6 separate regions of the Mus musculus genome follow, and regions 1, 2, 3, 4 and 5 are each linked to region 6. A link is a contact called in public HiChIP or PLAC-seq data. All regions are on one chromosome and are shown on one strand. Each heading gives the region's core, a stretch centred on a gene start, on an enhancer-like site or on the middle of the called end of the contact. The rest is flanking DNA. Distances are from core to core; before and after follow the strand shown.

Region 1 (2,700 bases), core at 53-2,552, 870 kb before region 6:
CTGGGGTAAGTTGGGGTTCCAGTTTGCATTTTGCACAAACATTGTGCAAATTGTTCACAATTGTCCATTTTAAAAGATCTTCCCCCTCCATAATTTCAAGAAAAAATTAGAACAGCGATGATTTTTACAGAGATTCCCCTATTCTCTTCCTCTGCAAGCTTCTTCCTTACTTGGTCAGTACCTCTCCAGGAGAGTGGTGCGGTGTACAGGTAAGAAAAAGAATCCAGCCTGAAGCAGATCTTTACTCCTTGACAAAGAGTTGCATTCTGCAAATGCAGTACCCAGTCTGTCCACTGGGCGGCGGGTACAGCCACGCAATGTCCAGGGCAGGTTAGCTGTGGCGGGCTGAGTGGAAAGGCTTTCTAGGAAATGAAATATTTCTGCTCTGCACAGCTAGCTCATGGTCAATCTGATGGTTTTGTTTGTTTGATTGTTTGTTTTTGTTTTTAAATTTGCAAGCTCCTAGATACTTGAACAAGCCTATCTCTGCTTATAACATGAAAGAGACAAGCAATAGAGCGATGTTAAGAGATGAGAGAAGGTCCCCCAAAAAGCGGACAGCTGCAGGCAGCTCCATTGGAACAAAAGACCAGGAAGAGTCTGGGATCCACTTGTCCGGCAGCCCACGGCCACCTAGGCACTCTGGGTAAGTTAGGGAGACCACAGTATCAGGGACCAGCCAGCTAGAAAATTCCACCACAGCTGACTAACCAACGGCTTATTTATGCAGTTTACATGTGAGGTATGCATCTGGCCTGCTAGGAAGGGAAAAGAAAGTTCAGAATTGAGAATAAATATACGTTAATTTTTTAATTAAAAAAAAAAACAACAACCAAAAAACATTTTTTTTTTCCTTCTCAAGTCAATTCACACTAGGCTCTCAGAAAGTTAGACCTTCAGGGAAGACCTAGCTTGCCAGTGGATATTCATCCATGAGAACCTACTCTTGAGAGGACGTTCGATTCAGTTCTTCATCGTGGTATATGTCATGGTATATGTCCATAGCTCCAAGTCCTTGAATGGCCCAGGAGTAGGAAAAGAGACAGTATCAGCGTGCTCAGTGAGTGCTGGCGATGGGCGGAGTTCCGGAAGTGTGCGCCTTCCTTCAAGCATTCCGCTCTTCCGACTGATGACAACCTGCCAGGCTCCAGGGATGCCTCCATAACAAAGCACCTCGCGGACTTTGTGTTTAAGTGGGAGGTGCAGACTGAGGAATACAGCATCATCCAGTGAGAGTTAACTGCTCCAGAGGCGGTTGTGCGGGCAGGAAGAGGCCAGTGTGTGTAGGGGTGGGGTGGGGGTGGGAGGGAGAGTCGAACATTTAAATGTTGCTCCAAGGCATCTGCCTCAGAGGATATCCCTGCTGGGTGAGGTCACTGGGTGAGGAAATCCCGCCCTCAAAGCCTCTTGCCCAAGCTGCTGATTTCACTTGCGCATGAGTTTGATCAGCACACCGTTCGATCAGCACAGAGGTCTGACTGCATGAGGCATCTTTATTAATTGTGGACTCTCAGAAATTTCTACCCAGTGAGTTAATGAGAGCCAGGGAAGCGCTGGCTCTGCAGTGAGCCTTAGGTTAGTGCAGCACTCAGGTTCACAACATGTAGGTCAGGACCCCTGGGGAAATCAATGACCCTTTCACAGGGGGTCCCTAAAACCATCGGAAAACACAGATATTTACATTATGATTCTTAACAGTAGCAGAATTAGTTATGAAGTAGCAACAGAATTAATGAACAGAAGTTCATTGGTGTATATCTCTCTATGAAGTCATGACAAGCCGAGACCAGAGAAGAAAGCAAGGTGCACCAATGCCAGGGTGTCATCAGTGAAGACCAGCAAGGTGAACCCCAATAAAGGCTAGCAAAGTGAACCCCGATAAAGACCAGCAAGGTGAACCCCGATAAAGGGCAGCAAGGTGAACCCCGATAAAGGACAGCAAGGTGAACCCCGATAAAGACCAGCAAGGTGAGCCCCAATAAAGACCAGCAAGGTGAACCCTGATAAAGACCAGCAAGGTGAACCCATGCCAGAGCATCATCCACTGTCTGTTGGCTATACTTACACTTTTTAAACATCACATGTGCTCTTAAGTCTCTGCTCCAGCAAACATCACATGTCCTTTCACCAGACAGCTTCCAGAAAAACACCACATGACACAACTGAATCTCCAACAAAACCAGAAAATTCCACTTCACCCAGGGTCAGGCTCAGGCTTTTTGTCAGTTTTCTCTCTTGAGGGTGAACTCAGGGGACCCATGAGAAATATAGAAACTCTTCTGAGAGAAGCCCCCATGACCTAAGGACGTCCCATTAGTTGTATCTCTTATAGGTCCTATTCCCTTTTAACATTGCCACAGTGGAACCAACCTTCCATCATGCAAGCTTTGAGGGACAAACATGTCCAAACACACCAATGCTTACCTCAGTAAGGAGCAAAGAGTTGCTGCATCCATTTATACTGGCAGCAGGTCATTTGTTTTGAGTGTTTCTGAACAAAGCTGTCAGGAAGTTAATGTGCTCTGTTCAACTGCACTTGAGTTGAGTCTGATGACCCCCCACCCCTACCCCAGCCAGATAGCTAATTTTAGAATGCATGCAAGGCTTTTGAGACTGTCGGATATTCTGAGGCTGGGGTCCCTGAGCACAAGGACATGCTGACCCTTATGATGAGACCACTGAAGGTCATTCCTCTTTTAA
Region 2 (2,700 bases), core at 5-2,504, 930 kb before region 6:
AGAATGTAGTAGAAGGGTTCCAACAAGCCCTTCAGAGGTCCATATTGTGTGTGTCGGGGGTGATCTTTGAATATTGGGAAGCAACAGATATTACCCAAACCCTCAAGCACATATACACAGAGATGTGCCTTGGTTACTATGGGGTTGTGGCTCAGTGAGTAGAAACTAATATAAATCAAAGACGCACTCAGAACACAGCAACCACTGAGGACCCCGCACCCTGCATCCTGCAACCCCCACCCCTCACACTGCAGTGTGGACTGTTTCTGCTCATGATGGTGGCTAGCTGGGAGCTGCCTCACACCGCCACTTCCTGCTACTGTCCCCCTTGTGATGGAGAACTATACTACACACAAACAGCCAGCCCAGGAAGAGCTCCGAAGTCTAAGTGTGAACAGCCCTGTATTACCTTTTTGTCGTAAAGTTGAAAATTACAGCTTAGATTATACAAGTCCTGAATTGTCTGCTAGCTTAAGCAGCACGTTTGGGAGAAAGAAAAAAAAAAACTTGGAAGGCAGTTCAGTATATTTCAAATGGCACTTAACTCCTACTAGCAAACAGCTTTCCCATAGCCCTTTCCAGAAATGTCCAGGGTTTGATAAGAAAAGATGGCTTGTCAATTGTCTTTTTTAAATGCAGGAATGAATTGTTTTCACCAGGTTGGTGGCTCAGCCAGCCAATCCGGCTTCCTTGTTCCCACATGCCCTATGGCAGGTCCTCCTGGCCATTCCCAGGCTTGTCTAACCAGGTCTGGTTTCTTCCCCCAGAATGGCTGCAGTCTGTCCAGGCCACCATGATCCTGTCTGTCATCTTCAGCGTCCTGGCTCTGTTCCTGTTCTTCTGCCAGCTCTTCACTCTCACCAAAGGCGGCCGGTTTTACATCACTGGATTCTTCCAAATCCTTGCTGGTAAGTTGTAGATGGTGACGTTCATATGGGTCTTGAAGGACTTGTTCCCCAAGGGATGGATGTGTGTGAATTGGACTATTGGATGTTTATCCCAAAACGTTTTCTCTCTGTGTCTCTCTGTGTGCCTTTCTGTCTCTTTCTCCCATGATCTCATCTCTCTCTCTCTCTCTCTCTCTCTCTCTCTCTCTCCCTCTCTCTCTATTTCTCTCTCTCTCTCTCTCTCTCTCACACACACACACACACACACACATTTGAAATTGCAAATGTTCCATTGCTCTGTGGAATGAGACACATATAAAAAGAATCGTGTGCTCAAGAAGAAAAGCCTCCAACATGTCAGATCTATCACCAGGAATGAAGCTTACAATATGGGCACATCATTAGAGGTAAATGCCAAAGCAGTCTCTTTTCTACAATGCCATATTAGTGAATATTCACCAAGTCTAGACATTATACTTGATCTTAGCCCAAAGGCCTAGGAGAGGAGCTCTGAGGTCCAGTGATAAGGACCCATGTGACCCGAGTGGCCTCTGAGTTAAGGGACTTCCCTTCAGGCGGACATTCTTCGAGTTCCCCTAACTGTTTAGAAGTCTGCGTACTGTGGTACTTGCTTTTACACCTTTGCTTCAACTTTGAGCTCAATGTGAACATTCTAGAACACCGCCTCAGATGCCTCTGGCTTTAAAAGCACATGATTTGCTTATACTTAGGCCCTTTGAATCTAGCTGCTCGTCTCTCATGAGACTTGTTTTCAGCCACAAGTCGTCAGCTGAGTGGCCCTTACGGTAAATAAGCTATCTGGAGTTGGAAATGTTGAAGTGAAAGTGGCTGGAATTTCCTAAGAGTGCTCTGTTCTCAGTCGTTAACTCCTGTCAAAATGATCTGAAGGGAGCTCTCCTAGGAATCCTGGGTTTCCAGAATGTTCATTGAAATTGCTGGTAGATCTTTCTACTCAAATTGAAAACCAAGGAATGGGGCTTTATCTAAAGACCTCAGATTCTCTCAGAATACCTCAGATTCTCTCAGAGTACCTCAGATTTTCTCAGAGTGTGATAATTCTAAGTCAACCTTGTGGGCTTTCCCTCCCCAGATCATGATGTTTATGAAGAAGGTAGAAGCTGGAGGGAAGATGGGGGTAGCATGGGTGGAGGTGAGAATTAGTACACACTTGGGAAATAACAGTTTAACATCAAGGAAGAATTAGGAAAAACTCAAGCACCTGGGGAAGGAAAGAGAAAGGGAGGTGGAGAAGGAGGCAGAGGAAGGAAGAAGTAGTCTCATGGTGGCATGTGTGTGGCTGCCACAGTGGACAGCTACATTCGATGAAGGGCAGGTCTTCAGAGCACTGAAGCACATTAAGTGGAAATCAATAGGGAATCCATTGAGTTTCAGAAGAAGATACTGTTACAGGTATCATCGCTGCTTCCTTTTTGAAAATTAATTTTTAATTTTTAAGCTCTTATTTCTCCCTTTTTATTTGTTTTCTACGTATGGAAGTTTTTCAGAATGCATGCATGCATGCATGTATGTATGTATGTATGTATGTATGTATGTAAAGCATGTCATGAATAGTTCTGAGGCAGCCAGAAGAGAGCATTGGATCCTCTTAAACTGGGAGTTACAGATAGTGGTGAGCCCCTGTTGTCTGTGCTGGGAATTGAACCTGGCTCCTCTGCTAGAGCAGCCAGTGCTCTAAGTCGATGAGCCATCTCTCCAGGCCCTACAGCTTCCTTTGGAAGGGCATGCTGTGGTCTGTATGGACCATCCTTGTGAGTTAGAGCTTAGGGGAAGG
Region 3 (2,700 bases), core at 36-2,535, 670 kb after region 6:
CTTCGACATCAATCACTAATTTACAAAAATGTACCACAGCCTTACCCATCTGATGGAGGCATTTTTTGTAACTGAAATTCCTTCTTCCCAAAATGATTCTTGCCTCTGTCGACTTGACATGGAATAGCTGGCATGCCAGTCACGGTCACACACACACACACACACACACACACACACACACACACTTGTAATTTCAGCACTTGGGAGGTAGAGGCAGGGGGCTTATAAATTCAAGGTCATCTCAGTTATATGAAACCCTGTCTTGAAAACCAACCAAACAATAAATTAAGTAAAATAAATGAATAGGAAAAAATGAACACAATGGGAAACGGGAAGGCAACTCAGAGGGAAGGTACCTATTGTGAAAACATAAAGACCTGAGTTTGGCTCACAAACACTCACATAAAAGACAAGCATGGTAGACTATACCTGAAACCCAACGTGCAGAAGCAGGAAAACCGGGAAGATCCTCAGAGTATATTGGCCAGCCCCTTTACTGAAATACCCAGCATCAGGTTCATTGAGAGACATGCTTCAAAAATAAAGTGGAGTGTCACAAAGGAAGACACAAGTTGTCAATCTCTGGCTTCCACATTCTGTGCATAGGTAAGCACATATACTAATTAATACACGCTAGATAGAGAAAGAGAGAGTACAATAATGACATTTATCTAAGCATAGCAATTTAAACATGAATGTTTTCCATAGGCTCAAGTGTTTGGACACTTGATCCCCAGTTGGTGGCGCTGTTTTAAGGAGGCAATAGGGAGGTGGCACCTTGCAGGAAGTAGATCACTGAGGTTAGGCTTTGAGAGTCCATTGCCTGTTCCCACTTCCAGTTTGCTCTGTGCTTTGTGCTTGTGGTCTCTCAGCTTCCTGCTTCTGCCCCCCATGCCTGCCATTTTCTGCCATGCCTGGCTGTCATAAAGGGGTTTTATTCATTTAGAACAATAAGCCTGAACGAACTCTCTCTTCCTTAAGTTACTTTGGGCATGGTGTTTTGTCATGGCAACAACAACAACAAAACAAAATAACTAATATACAGAGGAACGTTGTTTTAATACATATGGAATTATAAATATTATAAGTAAATAATCCAATGCATTTCCAAACATCAGCAGAAGCTCACAAAAGCTGGCTGAATAACACAGAATTAGCCAAAGCTTGGTCCTGGCAATTCCTACAAGGCTTTGCAAAATGGACGGAAATACCCCGAGCAGTTCTGTATCCAGAGTGTTGCCGTGCTTGTCTCCACAGGTTTCTGCGAGCTTAAATGCCATCACTGTCACTAACAGCTATGAGCCAGCAGGCAAGCAAGGAATCTTGGCTGAGTTGCAGGTGTCCCCTAGCACACCCAGCAGAGAGGATCCCTGGGCATCAAACAGTGAGCCTGCTGCTTACCGAATGACCTGCTCAACTGACAGAGTCAAACGAAAGTTTGTAATGCTCTGTTAAAATCAAATCTGAACAAAAAACATTCTTTTGTATCGTCCTTATTTATTCTTTTGTACCTAGAAAGCTCCATTCAAGACCTGCTTGTGTTCTGAATTGGTCCATGAAAAAAGCCTGGGAGGAAAGTATTTAGCAACTGGATGCATCAGACACAGCAGCTTAACTCAGAACGGAGTCAAGCTGGCATTTTCAATTTTAGATTCAGATTTGAGAGCAGCAGAGTTCACTGTTGCACAGCTTCATACATTTAAGATTCATGCTTTTCTTAGTCCTCCCTGGCACATTCTGGCCCTGCAAGGGAGCTTGGGAGAACTGGAGATCTGAACATTTAGAAGAAATGGGGTTTTGATACCTTTCTAGGTTCTTCGGTGGCACTTGAAAGGAAAAAGCAAGTACCCTGATGAACTTAACAGAAGGCCAAAGTGAAAGAAATGAAGGCAAGGGAAATAGGGAAGTGTTCAGGATGATGAATTGAGTCTTCGTCAAAAGAAATAGATTCTGAACTAACTGTGGAAAGTGTAAGATGTCTGTGTGGAGAGAGCCTGCCATTGACAACAGATGAATGGATGGGGCACTTCAAAGAAGGAATTTTCCAGCTGGGGCTCGCAGGAATCTTCAAAGCTGTTCCATATGAGATACCAGGAAAATACACTAATAACAAATAGAAACAAATATAATATGACTGGAAAAGAAATTTCCAGAGAGCTCTTTGCTCCATATAGCAAAGATACAATGTAGACTATTGTAGTGGCTTTTAAATATATTTATATGTAAAATTATTTTAGGTAAATCCCTAAGCAAGATTTTCTTTCTATTCCCAGAAGAATGGGTATAAAGCAAGTCTACAATAATCACAGGGCAAATACCCAAGAGACCATGGGGAAGTTAGTGAAATAAAGAAGCCAGAGCACAATGGCTTTGATGGGCAAGAAGAAAAATGTCCCCATGTGCCACCGCACTATTATGGATGAAACAGATCCCTTAACTGTAAGCAGGAGCCCAACCCGCTGAAACTTGAGAGGAAGCAGAGAGCCAGGATCAGGTGACTTCACCTCCTATATCTGTAGCTCTCAGCACAGTGGAGGATGGTCTTTCCTTCATGCCCTGCCTGCATCCTGTCTGAGCTCTTCTCATCCCTCACACAGCAGGCCTGGGCTCCTCCGTCACCTGTTAAAGGGAAAACTCTGATGCAGCTGGCACCATCTGCTTACTGTCATCTGTGTCCTCTGATCTCCGAGCTTGGCCTGA
Region 4 (2,700 bases), core at 197-2,696, 670 kb before region 6:
CTGTCTGCAGACAATACCAGAAGAGGGCATCAGATCTCATTATAGATGGTTATGAGCCACCATGTTGCTGGGAATTGAACTTGGGGCCTCTGGAAGAGCAATCGGTGATCTTAATAGACTAAGCTCTCTCTCCAGCCCTGTGATATCTTCTTGAACAATGGTGACTTTATCCTGTTTTGTCATCTCTCATGTGACTTCCCAACAGCACAAACTCAAATGCTGTATTACCACTACCACGTAAGCGGATTATGGACCTAGATTTTTAGCCAGTGTCTCTGCTGGCACCATCTTCCTGTGACAAACCATTCAGTGATCTATCTCTTAATTTAACTTCTGGAAACCCTGCTTTCTCAACCTCAGAGTCAACAGTGCAACCCCCAAGCCACACCCTATTCCAGATGTGAACACTGTCACCTCATACACCGTTTTACTCAGTCCCTACTTTCTGGGCTTGCCTGTCCCCGCCTAAGTGTCTGCACTAAATCCTTTGGACGTGCTGGCTTTATGTCACTCTTCCTTGTTTCCAAGTGTTCTTCAAATTGTAACCTTGTCTGTCTTTTTCTCTGGTATTCAAAACTCTGGCAATCTATAAAACAGAAGCCAGCACTTGCCTTCTTCAGTATTTATGTGTCCTGGTCTTGTTGCTCCCAAGAGAGTAGAGTAGAGCAAGCTCACATGGCCCTTCAGGTGTATATATATTCATTTCATGCTTTGAGGTCCGTTTTACTTTGGACTCTGGAAATGTCCCCCACTGCCTGGAAGATGACATCCTTGCCTAGGATCCAGCTGCCGAATTTCCCCTCTGCCTTAATTCTATTTCCAGCCCCAGTGGGCCAGTCTCTTCCTCAGCCCTCCATCTTTCTTCCTGACCTCACAGTGACTAGGCCACAGAAGAGCAATACACAGTAACGACTACTAATATTTATTTAGGTTAACAGTGTGTGTGTGTGTGTGTGTGTGTGTGTGTGTGTGTGTGGACTGCTGCAAGCAATTTCTCTCATTTAATCGTCCCCAAACAAACAAAACAAACAAAACAAAACAAAGAGAGGCACCCTCCCCTCCCTTTAGGTCTGAGGTGGGTAAATGTTTTTTAGAAGGAAGCCTCAGAGAGCCCCGGCTACTTCCATGGAAACAAAGGCTGTTTTCAAACACCGTTAAGAAACTGTTTCTATCTTGGGCTTTCAATGACCCGGATTGTACATGTGTGGAGCCGGGAAGAAAGAAAGGAAAGAGGGATAAAAAAAAAAGTGCCACGGGAAGCTCTTCGTTTAATGCATTGGTTAATTAATCAATTAATTTTGGGTTATGCACAGGCACTTTCTTCTCCGAAATGTGGAAAAAGCGGGGCTTTGTGTGTGTCCCGGGAGCTCTCTGAAGCTGGAAGGTGCCACACAGGCCTCCGGCTTGGCTTCCCCTTTTCTCCCCAAGGCCCATCCTTAGGTATTTCAGTGTTGAATAAACAGGCCTGGAGTTGTGTGCCCAGTTCAGGACACCCTGCTGCGAGCATGTCCTTAATACCAACAATGCCACGCTTTTATTCCAAACTGACCCCACTGACCCCCAAAAGTTTGTTCCCTCAACTGGGTCTCCTTGGCCCTTTCATTCCCCTGAATTCCCTACACAAAGCCCTTGTCACATCCACAGTCCTCTCGAAACTAAACTGGGATGGGAAGAGAGGGGGAGTGGAAAAGAAGTTGAAAATAGCCAAACCTTGATCCTCCACCTAAAAGAGACTGAAGACATTAGCATGTTAAACCGTCTGCGCGGCTCGGCTTCCTCACCCACCCCCACCCTCACTGGAGCGCATTCTTTTCGAAAATCCTGAGAATTGGGGCCCAAGTCTCCGTCTGAAGGAGCGACAGGTCAGTGCAGATAAGAGACCCCACTGCGACAAAAGCTCTCCTTTACATCCGTGATTGTCGCAAGTTTCGAGGAAAACATTTACATTCCGAAAGGAAGGCTCTGGTTTTCAGTAGAGGAAAAAAAGATACTTGGGGCGTCGGAGTCGCTTTCCGACCCCTCCCCCAGCTTGTTTGTTTATCTTTGATCTTCAGGGGCAGTATTTCAAGGAAGAACAGCATCACTAGCTATGGGGAAAAAATGTGTTTTCTGCTTGTTTTTTTTTTTCTTTTTTTCTTTTTAATCTTTTAATTATCCAGTTCCTCTCTGCCACACACCCACCATGCGTGGAAAGTGCCGGCAACGCTGAGATGGAGCGACTTCAAAAAGGACTCTGACCTCCGTGGCCTGTTCCTTGCTTTCTGTTTTACTTTCTTCTGGCTCAGTGCAATGAGAGTCCGCCAGTACGAGAAAAGCAGAATACAGTTAAGTTTTTCCTCGAGTCTCAAGGAGTTCAACGCATGCATTATCTCGTTTGCTTCGATAGATTTATTTTAATCTCCCATCATGCATTAGCTCCTACAACCCTTTGACGCCAAGAGTCGCCTCTGAAGACATACAGTGACAATGAGAAGCCTTGTGATGTTTTGAGGATTCATGGGGATATTATGAATTGAAGACATCCCAGTTGGCAGGAAATTCACATGGATTTAACTATTTTAAAGAGAACAAGCGACAGGCAATTAGCATATTCACAACATTGTCAAACAGTGTTCTATTTAGTTCCAAAATATTTTCACCACCTCCAAATAAAATTATAGAACCATCAAAGAGTTGATCCTCACTGCTTCTTGTACCAGT
Region 5 (2,700 bases), core at 67-2,566, 830 kb before region 6:
ACATGCATCCCCGATGTTTCTACCTCTTATTATGAGGCCATCAGTCATTGGACTAGGGCCCCAGCCCAGTGACTGCACGTGTTTAATGAACTTTGCTTCACATGCAGTTGCATCTGTGAAGTATGTCTGTATCAGGGTTCAGATTGTCTCTCTGACTGTAGTCTCACCCAAGCAGACATTTGCACATCTGGACTCCTGTAGACTTTAGGAAGTCTCTGATTTTGAAAACCACAAAGACCGACCACATCAGAAACCTCAGATATGTGCTCTCACGGCCACAGGCTGGACAGTGACTTCCTCTCTAGTCCTAGACTAGACTTCCCTAGATTTCCTCTCTAGTCCTCCCTGCCGGGAACCCTCTGATATAGCTAGATCATTACCTGGGTGGCAGCTGTGAATGGGGCATTCCACTGCGGATAATTGTAGGCTCAGTCTACAAAAGAGGTGCTGAAAACCAAACAGGAAAGGAAGAGTGATGCAGGCATTGGAAGGGCAAGGCCAGAACACGAAGAGCCTGAGTGAGCCCTTACCCAGCAAGAACTGCCTTTACCCAGCATGCATTTGGCTGCTGATGCTTGCATAGGGTGACCTGAGTGTGCTTATTTTTAGTAACATATTCCACAGTAAGCTAGGCTTCCCACAACTGAGGTTGATGTTCAAGGGGAGTAGGAGAATGGTGTTTGGAATGGCTGCCCCCAGGTGAACAAAATTAAATATTGGCTGCTAGGCCAGATTCGAAGGAAGCTGTACAAACAGAACACCCCTTTCCATCCCCCCCACCCCCGCCCACCCTATTCTCTGTTTCAGTTTGATTTGGGACTTTTAATAGGATAATGGAAACTAAAAGCCTTTTTCCCCTTTGGTAAGATCTAAACAGTAGCAACGATAATATATGAGGCCACTGTAGGAATGCCATGTTAAGAAAAGGGGAAATGATGTATTTTTAAAGAGCTCTTACTTGGTTCTAACTTAAAAGCAACTGTGTACATTTCTTCCAAGTAATGTTTCCTTAATTATTCATTTTCCTTGGCACTAGTTAAAGAGCCAAGTAATGGCTTCTGTCTCTTTATATTTAGTCTATTATTGTTTGAAAAAGGCCAGGGGAAGGCCAGAGCAGTGCAAAAAAAAAAAATGATATTTGCTCTCCTTTTTTTTTTTTTTTATTACCAACAGCCAACGTAAAGGGTAATATAATCACCAGCAGCTGAGAGACAATGACATTTTTATAGGCCTTCTGGCAGCGCTGGAGTGTGAAAAAGCCTGACAGGTATTTGGCTTTTCCTGTCTGTGCCTCTGACTGCTGCATTTCTCATCAGAGTGACTGTTGACTGAGCTGGCCTGAGGCGGCCCCACGGATCCCTCCCAATAGCACCCTAGGAACAGGAATAACAGCTGTCCATTCACATCTGCCTAGGCTCTAGATGGCACACCAGGGCAAACCATCTGTAGGACTCAGTTCACATGGCCCTCCTGGCCCTTCCTGTGGCCCGAGAAAGAGCTTACTTAGACCCTGGAAAACTCTGAGGGTTGAGAAAGGCTTTCTTGGATTCTCCAGAGCTCTGAGGGCTGGAGAGGGTTTTCACTGCCTGGGATATCTCTCACTATCATTTGGACCATTTATTCTCACTGTGGTCTTTCTGTGGGGCCACCAAGCACCGGTTGGGCAGGAACCAATGGTTGTTCTGCCTTTTTGAGGGAAGACACTGCTTTCTTTGAGGCCTCAGTCTGGGTCTGAGCGTTGCCTGTGGGATCTTCTAAGAGGATCAACTGGAGACCTGGGTGGACAGCCCTGGAACTTAGAACTCAGCTGGCAATGGCGCCAGTTGTATGGAGGACAGCTGGGCCATTTGCTCGTCTTCATTTTACTCCTTTCAAATGTGCAAAGTACGGATGGCCCTGACTTACAGTGGTTGGATTTTCTATTTTCCTACCTTACAGTGGTGCAGAAGGAAAATGAAGTTGTTAGAAACCCATATCCGTAACAGGCCTGGCAGAAATGAAGATACTTCAAAGAAACCCTTGTATCTTTCAATCTGGCCATCAGGCTACTAAACAGCAGACTCCAAAGAGATGAACATTTCCCCAGGAGTCTCCTCATGCTGGGAGAAGGCAAAGGTATCACCCACAGGAGGCACTTGTCTTCCAGAAAGTGACTGCACATAGATAACACCATCAGACCACCTTGGAGGGTGAGACTGGAGTCCAGACAATGCCGGGCTGGTCGGTGGTGTTCAGGACCACACCTGGACCTTAGATGTGCATATCCTTGGCTCTCTTCAAGCTTTATTTTTACTTCCAGGCCCTGCAGACTAAGATGGACTTGGAGGGTATCTTTGTCCCTCTTCCCAAAGTGATCACATTGAGTAAACCTCTGTGTTCTGCTTCCCACCTTTAATTTGGCTTTTTATTGGCTCTACTTATTGAGGATGGTTGGCTGAACGTGACTTGAGGCATGGGCTGTGACCCCCATGTTGGATTTTGAAGATGGATGTTTTTCCTGGGCTGGCACTGGGTAGAAGGATGTCCTCTTACAATGCTGGGTTGCAGTAGGAAGCCACAGCTTCCATGTAAGCACTTGTTCATGGAGGAAGAATATGAGACCCTACAGTTACCAGTTTCTGAATCAGGATGTGAAAGGCATTAAGGGTTTCTCATTCATCATAGATTAAGGATTCTCCATGTAATGATGTTTCTGATTGC
Region 6 (2,700 bases), core at 26-2,525:
ACTTCCTGCCCTGGTTTATGAGCCAGAAGGTACCTTTGAGATCACCTAGCTCAGTTACCTTATTATAGACGCGTAAATGTTTCATTAAAGAAAGTCAAATGATCTGCACTGGGATCATACAAACGCACGGGAGAAAAGAGCTCTACAGAAGCACAGTGATCACCACAGTCAGCCAGACACAGTGGGCAGTGTGTAAGTGACAGGGAGGCCTACAGGATGGTTCTGGGCTGTGAGAAGGTACACAATGGCTTCCACTATCTTGTCTGTACTATAGATCACTTTGCCACCATCCATGGATACTAGTCACAAAACCAACCTCCTCTTTAAAATTTCTACCAGCACAATCTCATTCATTCACAAATGACTGAGCATCACCAATGCACATAGGCATTGCTCTGGGCATGAGGGATACAGTGGTGAACCAGGGAGACAGACTATCTTTACTTTCACAAAGTGTTTCTCTTACTGGGAGGAACACACTAAATTGTTGCACATCTGTACTGCAGGTGTGAACAATTACACCGTGTGTTATTCATGATAAATTAATATGATATAAGAAAAGAAGGATAAAGACTCCTATTTTAGTTAGAGTGCTAAGGTTGGCCTCCCTGAAAAGGTAAAATATAGGAGCTTTTCAAGAGTTTGTGATAAACACACATCTGTCAAAAGTCCTTCTGATGGAAGGAGCCATACTGATGGTACAGCGCTGGCTCAATGGGATTCAGTTGGCAGTTATCATTATCATGGTGATTAAGGTAACACTTTAAGCTGGAAGACAGCTCCTTAACGGGGGGGGGGGGGGGGGGGAGGTGCGCTTCTTGTCATTAAAAGGCGGTGGCCAGGAACCGCGGCTCTCATGTGCCAGGCTTGTGGAGCCCCATGGTTTATCCTGTCCCTCCATCTTGCACTGTCTGAAACTCCAAAGAGCACGGGATATCAAGCCTTAGGGACCACCTGGCCTACGGTGCAAAGCTGGTCCACAATACTTGGCCTCGTCCCTTCAGGTGACCCTAAAGGTCACCTCCCTGCCAAGTGACAAGCCAAGGGCTTCCAAGGTTGCAGGCGGCCGGCAACACGGTACCGCACATGGCAAAAAAGAAAACAATTCGTCCACGATCATTCCCAACCGGGTACAATACCTGTGAGGAGGCGCGAGGAAATGGTGTGCGGGGACGCGGCCATAACGTACTGGTGCAGCAGTCCCCAGGACCCCAGGACGCCTCTCACCTCACCGGCTCCTGGGCGCCGCCATCTTGCTAGCCCGCCCTCTGAGTGAGGCGGGACTTCCTCTTGTCACTTCCGGCTCCCAGCGCTCTCTGAAAGCTAGGCTAGCGGAGCTTATAAAGATCGGATGGTAGAGCTTTCGCTTTCCCCTCAGACGCTCCAGATGTAGACTAGGTGAGCTCTCTGCCCGGGAGGGACAGATCGTCGGAGCCCGCGGGCGGAAGGCGAGTCGTGGCGGGGTTAGGGCTCTGGAGTCCGGCCCGGCCCGGCAGTCCCCTGAGCTTGAAAGAATTGAATGCCTCCTCAGTTGTCACCCAGGCTGATCTTGCGCAGGCTGTTGGCTTCTCGTGGAGTTTGGTAAGTAAAAAAACGAGGAAGAAAGAAACTCATTAAAAGAGCAAAACATGACTTACAAGGGCAGTTTGTGTTTGCTTTCAGCGATGAGGTGAGATCTCTGTGGTTCACCTCAGGTGCTGATCAGGGGCCACTGAGACAGGAGTTTGTGTAAGAGCACGCACTGTGTCTCTGCAGCAAGAACTGGTCATGGTGAGCGTCATCCCGATAGGGATAAGGTAGAAAGCGCTATGGAATGAGGTTAGCATTTCTGTGAAGTAGGCTAAAGAAAGGCTTTGAAGAGCCAACTTGCTGCTCAGTAGAAGGAACTGTGAGAGTTTTCCAGTTTACCAGGAAGACAGAGCAGAGAATGGGATTTTCTGAGGCCCATCACAGTTCATCACTGTGGACCTAGGATAATGGTTGTCCCCATCAAATTAATCTTAGACTAAGGAAGAAGAGGATGGATTTCTGGTGAATAACTGAAAAGTTAACAACTGTTCAATCCACTGTTTTTCGAGCACTTTGAAATGCTGTGTTAAGTGAAATATTACAAAGTACAAACCTTAAATCAACAAATGAAAAGCACAATTTGGGATCTAATCACACCAACAGTGAGTGCTGCTTAGGGGAGGCCTTCTGCTTTACAGCTATCTTGGTTAATTAGACCCACTGTTCCTGGAACTCTGATCATCATAAATAAGTTAGCCCTTTACAAACTAGATCTCAGATACCTAACTCAATGGTTACATGGTATGGAACCTGAGGGCTAGAGAGATTGCGTGATTCAAACTGTAGATTGTATAGCAGTCTACTGTACTTCCTATCTCTTTATAGTTGTCTCTTAAAATTTGTGTTATAAAACCAAAAAGTGATAGGACTGTACACCTATAAGATGGCTATAAACAAAATTAATCAATAGCAGGAGTTAACAAGTTAGTGAAGAAGTAGGAATCCTGATACATTGTTTATAGGAATATAAAATATTGTAGCCACTTTGGAAAAGCAGTTTAGGTGTTCCTCAATAAGTTAAACACAGCGCTACCTCCTGACCCAGCTGTGCCTTTCCCAGGTATATTCCCAAGACAAATGACAGCATTCATTCACTCATAATATCCCAAAGTGGATATAACTCAAGTTATA

The links. HiChIP or PLAC-seq counts read pairs in DNA pulled down with a chosen protein or histone mark.
Region 1: an H3K27ac HiChIP or PLAC-seq map of differentiating embryonic stem cells shows a contact between it and region 6, with 5 times the contacts expected there. The contact joins the enhancer-like site here to the promoter of Cox10 in region 6. A contact is called at or near these places in 4 of 39 promoter capture datasets (cranial neural crest, frontonasal cranial neural crest, hippocampal neurons and 1 more) and 7 of 115 datasets of contacts at active chromatin or transcription factors (cardiomyocytes, differentiating embryonic stem cells, double positive thymocytes and 4 more).
Region 2: an H3K27ac HiChIP or PLAC-seq map of microglia shows a contact between it and region 6, with 4 times the contacts expected there. The contact joins the enhancer-like site here to the promoter of Cox10 in region 6. A contact is called at or near these places in 2 of 39 promoter capture datasets (the 3T3-L1 cell line and pre-B cells) and 3 of 115 datasets of contacts at active chromatin or transcription factors (the NIH/3T3 cell line, embryonic stem cells and microglia).
Region 3: a contact with region 6 is called in an H3K4me3 HiChIP or PLAC-seq map of neural progenitor cells, with 5 times the contacts expected there. The contact joins the enhancer-like site here to the promoter of Cox10 in region 6. A contact is called at or near these places in 3 of 39 promoter capture datasets (cranial neural crest, frontonasal cranial neural crest and liver) and 4 of 115 datasets of contacts at active chromatin or transcription factors (bone marrow-derived macrophages, embryonic limb bud, neural progenitor cells and 1 more).
Region 4: a contact with region 6 is called in an H3K27ac HiChIP or PLAC-seq map of differentiating embryonic stem cells, with 5 times the contacts expected there. The contact joins the enhancer-like site here to the promoter of Cox10 in region 6. A contact is called at or near these places in 9 of 39 promoter capture datasets (the 3T3-L1 cell line, cranial neural crest, embryonic stem cells and 5 more), 4 of 484 Hi-C or Micro-C datasets (cerebral cortex, cortical neurons and liver), 12 of 115 datasets of contacts at active chromatin or transcription factors (craniofacial prominence, differentiating embryonic stem cells, embryonic forebrain and 6 more) and 1 of 9 other capture datasets (embryonic stem cells).
Region 5: an H3K4me3 HiChIP or PLAC-seq map of embryonic limb bud shows a contact between it and region 6, with 3 times the contacts expected there. The contact joins the enhancer-like site here to the promoter of Cox10 in region 6. A contact is called at or near these places in 9 of 39 promoter capture datasets (the 3T3-L1 cell line, 3T3-L1-derived adipocytes, cranial neural crest and 5 more) and 3 of 115 datasets of contacts at active chromatin or transcription factors (embryonic limb bud, embryonic midbrain and stem cell-derived neural progenitor cells).

Annotation. Positions count from the first base shown.
Region 1 is chr11:63,212,954-63,215,653 of GRCm38.p6, forward strand. No RefSeq gene overlaps it. Among named protein-coding and RNA genes, the nearest start is that of Gm29851, 36 kb to the right of the region's middle. Within about 2 kb of position 1,303, at least 13 of the 459 cell types and tissues checked have an H3K27ac peak or open chromatin away from gene starts, as enhancers often do. A contact at or near this core is called in differentiating embryonic stem cells and embryonic stem cells, where this site is marked.
Region 2 is chr11:63,150,352-63,153,051 of GRCm38.p6, forward strand. It overlaps Pmp22 (peripheral myelin protein 22), which reads left to right. Exons shown (of 5, transcript NM_008885.3): 4 at 768-908. Among named protein-coding and RNA genes, the nearest start is that of Pmp22, 20 kb to the left of the region's middle. Within about 2 kb of position 1,255, at least 15 of the 459 cell types and tissues checked have an H3K27ac peak or open chromatin away from gene starts, as enhancers often do. A contact at or near this core is called in microglia, where this site is marked.
Region 3 is chr11:64,751,721-64,754,420 of GRCm38.p6, forward strand. No RefSeq gene overlaps it. Among named protein-coding and RNA genes, the nearest start is that of Gm30305, 34 kb to the left of the region's middle. Within about 2 kb of position 1,286, at least 8 of the 459 cell types and tissues checked have an H3K27ac peak or open chromatin away from gene starts, as enhancers often do. A contact at or near this core is called in neural progenitor cells, where this site is marked.
Region 4 is chr11:63,411,020-63,413,719 of GRCm38.p6, forward strand. No RefSeq gene overlaps it. Among named protein-coding and RNA genes, the nearest start is that of Gm40016, 52 kb to the right of the region's middle. Within about 2 kb of position 1,447, at least 45 of the 459 cell types and tissues checked have an H3K27ac peak or open chromatin away from gene starts, as enhancers often do. A contact at or near this core is called in differentiating embryonic stem cells, embryonic stem cells, neural tube and 2 more, where this site is marked.
Region 5 is chr11:63,252,080-63,254,779 of GRCm38.p6, forward strand. No RefSeq gene overlaps it. Among named protein-coding and RNA genes, the nearest start is that of Gm29851, 3.4 kb to the left of the region's middle. Within about 2 kb of position 1,317, at least 24 of the 459 cell types and tissues checked have an H3K27ac peak or open chromatin away from gene starts, as enhancers often do. A contact at or near this core is called in embryonic limb bud, where this site is marked.
Region 6 is chr11:64,078,197-64,080,896 of GRCm38.p6, forward strand. It overlaps Cox10 (heme A:farnesyltransferase cytochrome c oxidase assembly factor 10), which reads right to left and starts at 1,276. Exons shown (of 7, transcript NM_178379.3): 1 at 1,140-1,276. The coding sequence starts at 1,182. It overlaps 2810001G20Rik (RIKEN cDNA 2810001G20 gene), which reads left to right and starts at 1,288. Exons shown (of 2, transcript NR_033780.1): 1 at 1,288-1,581.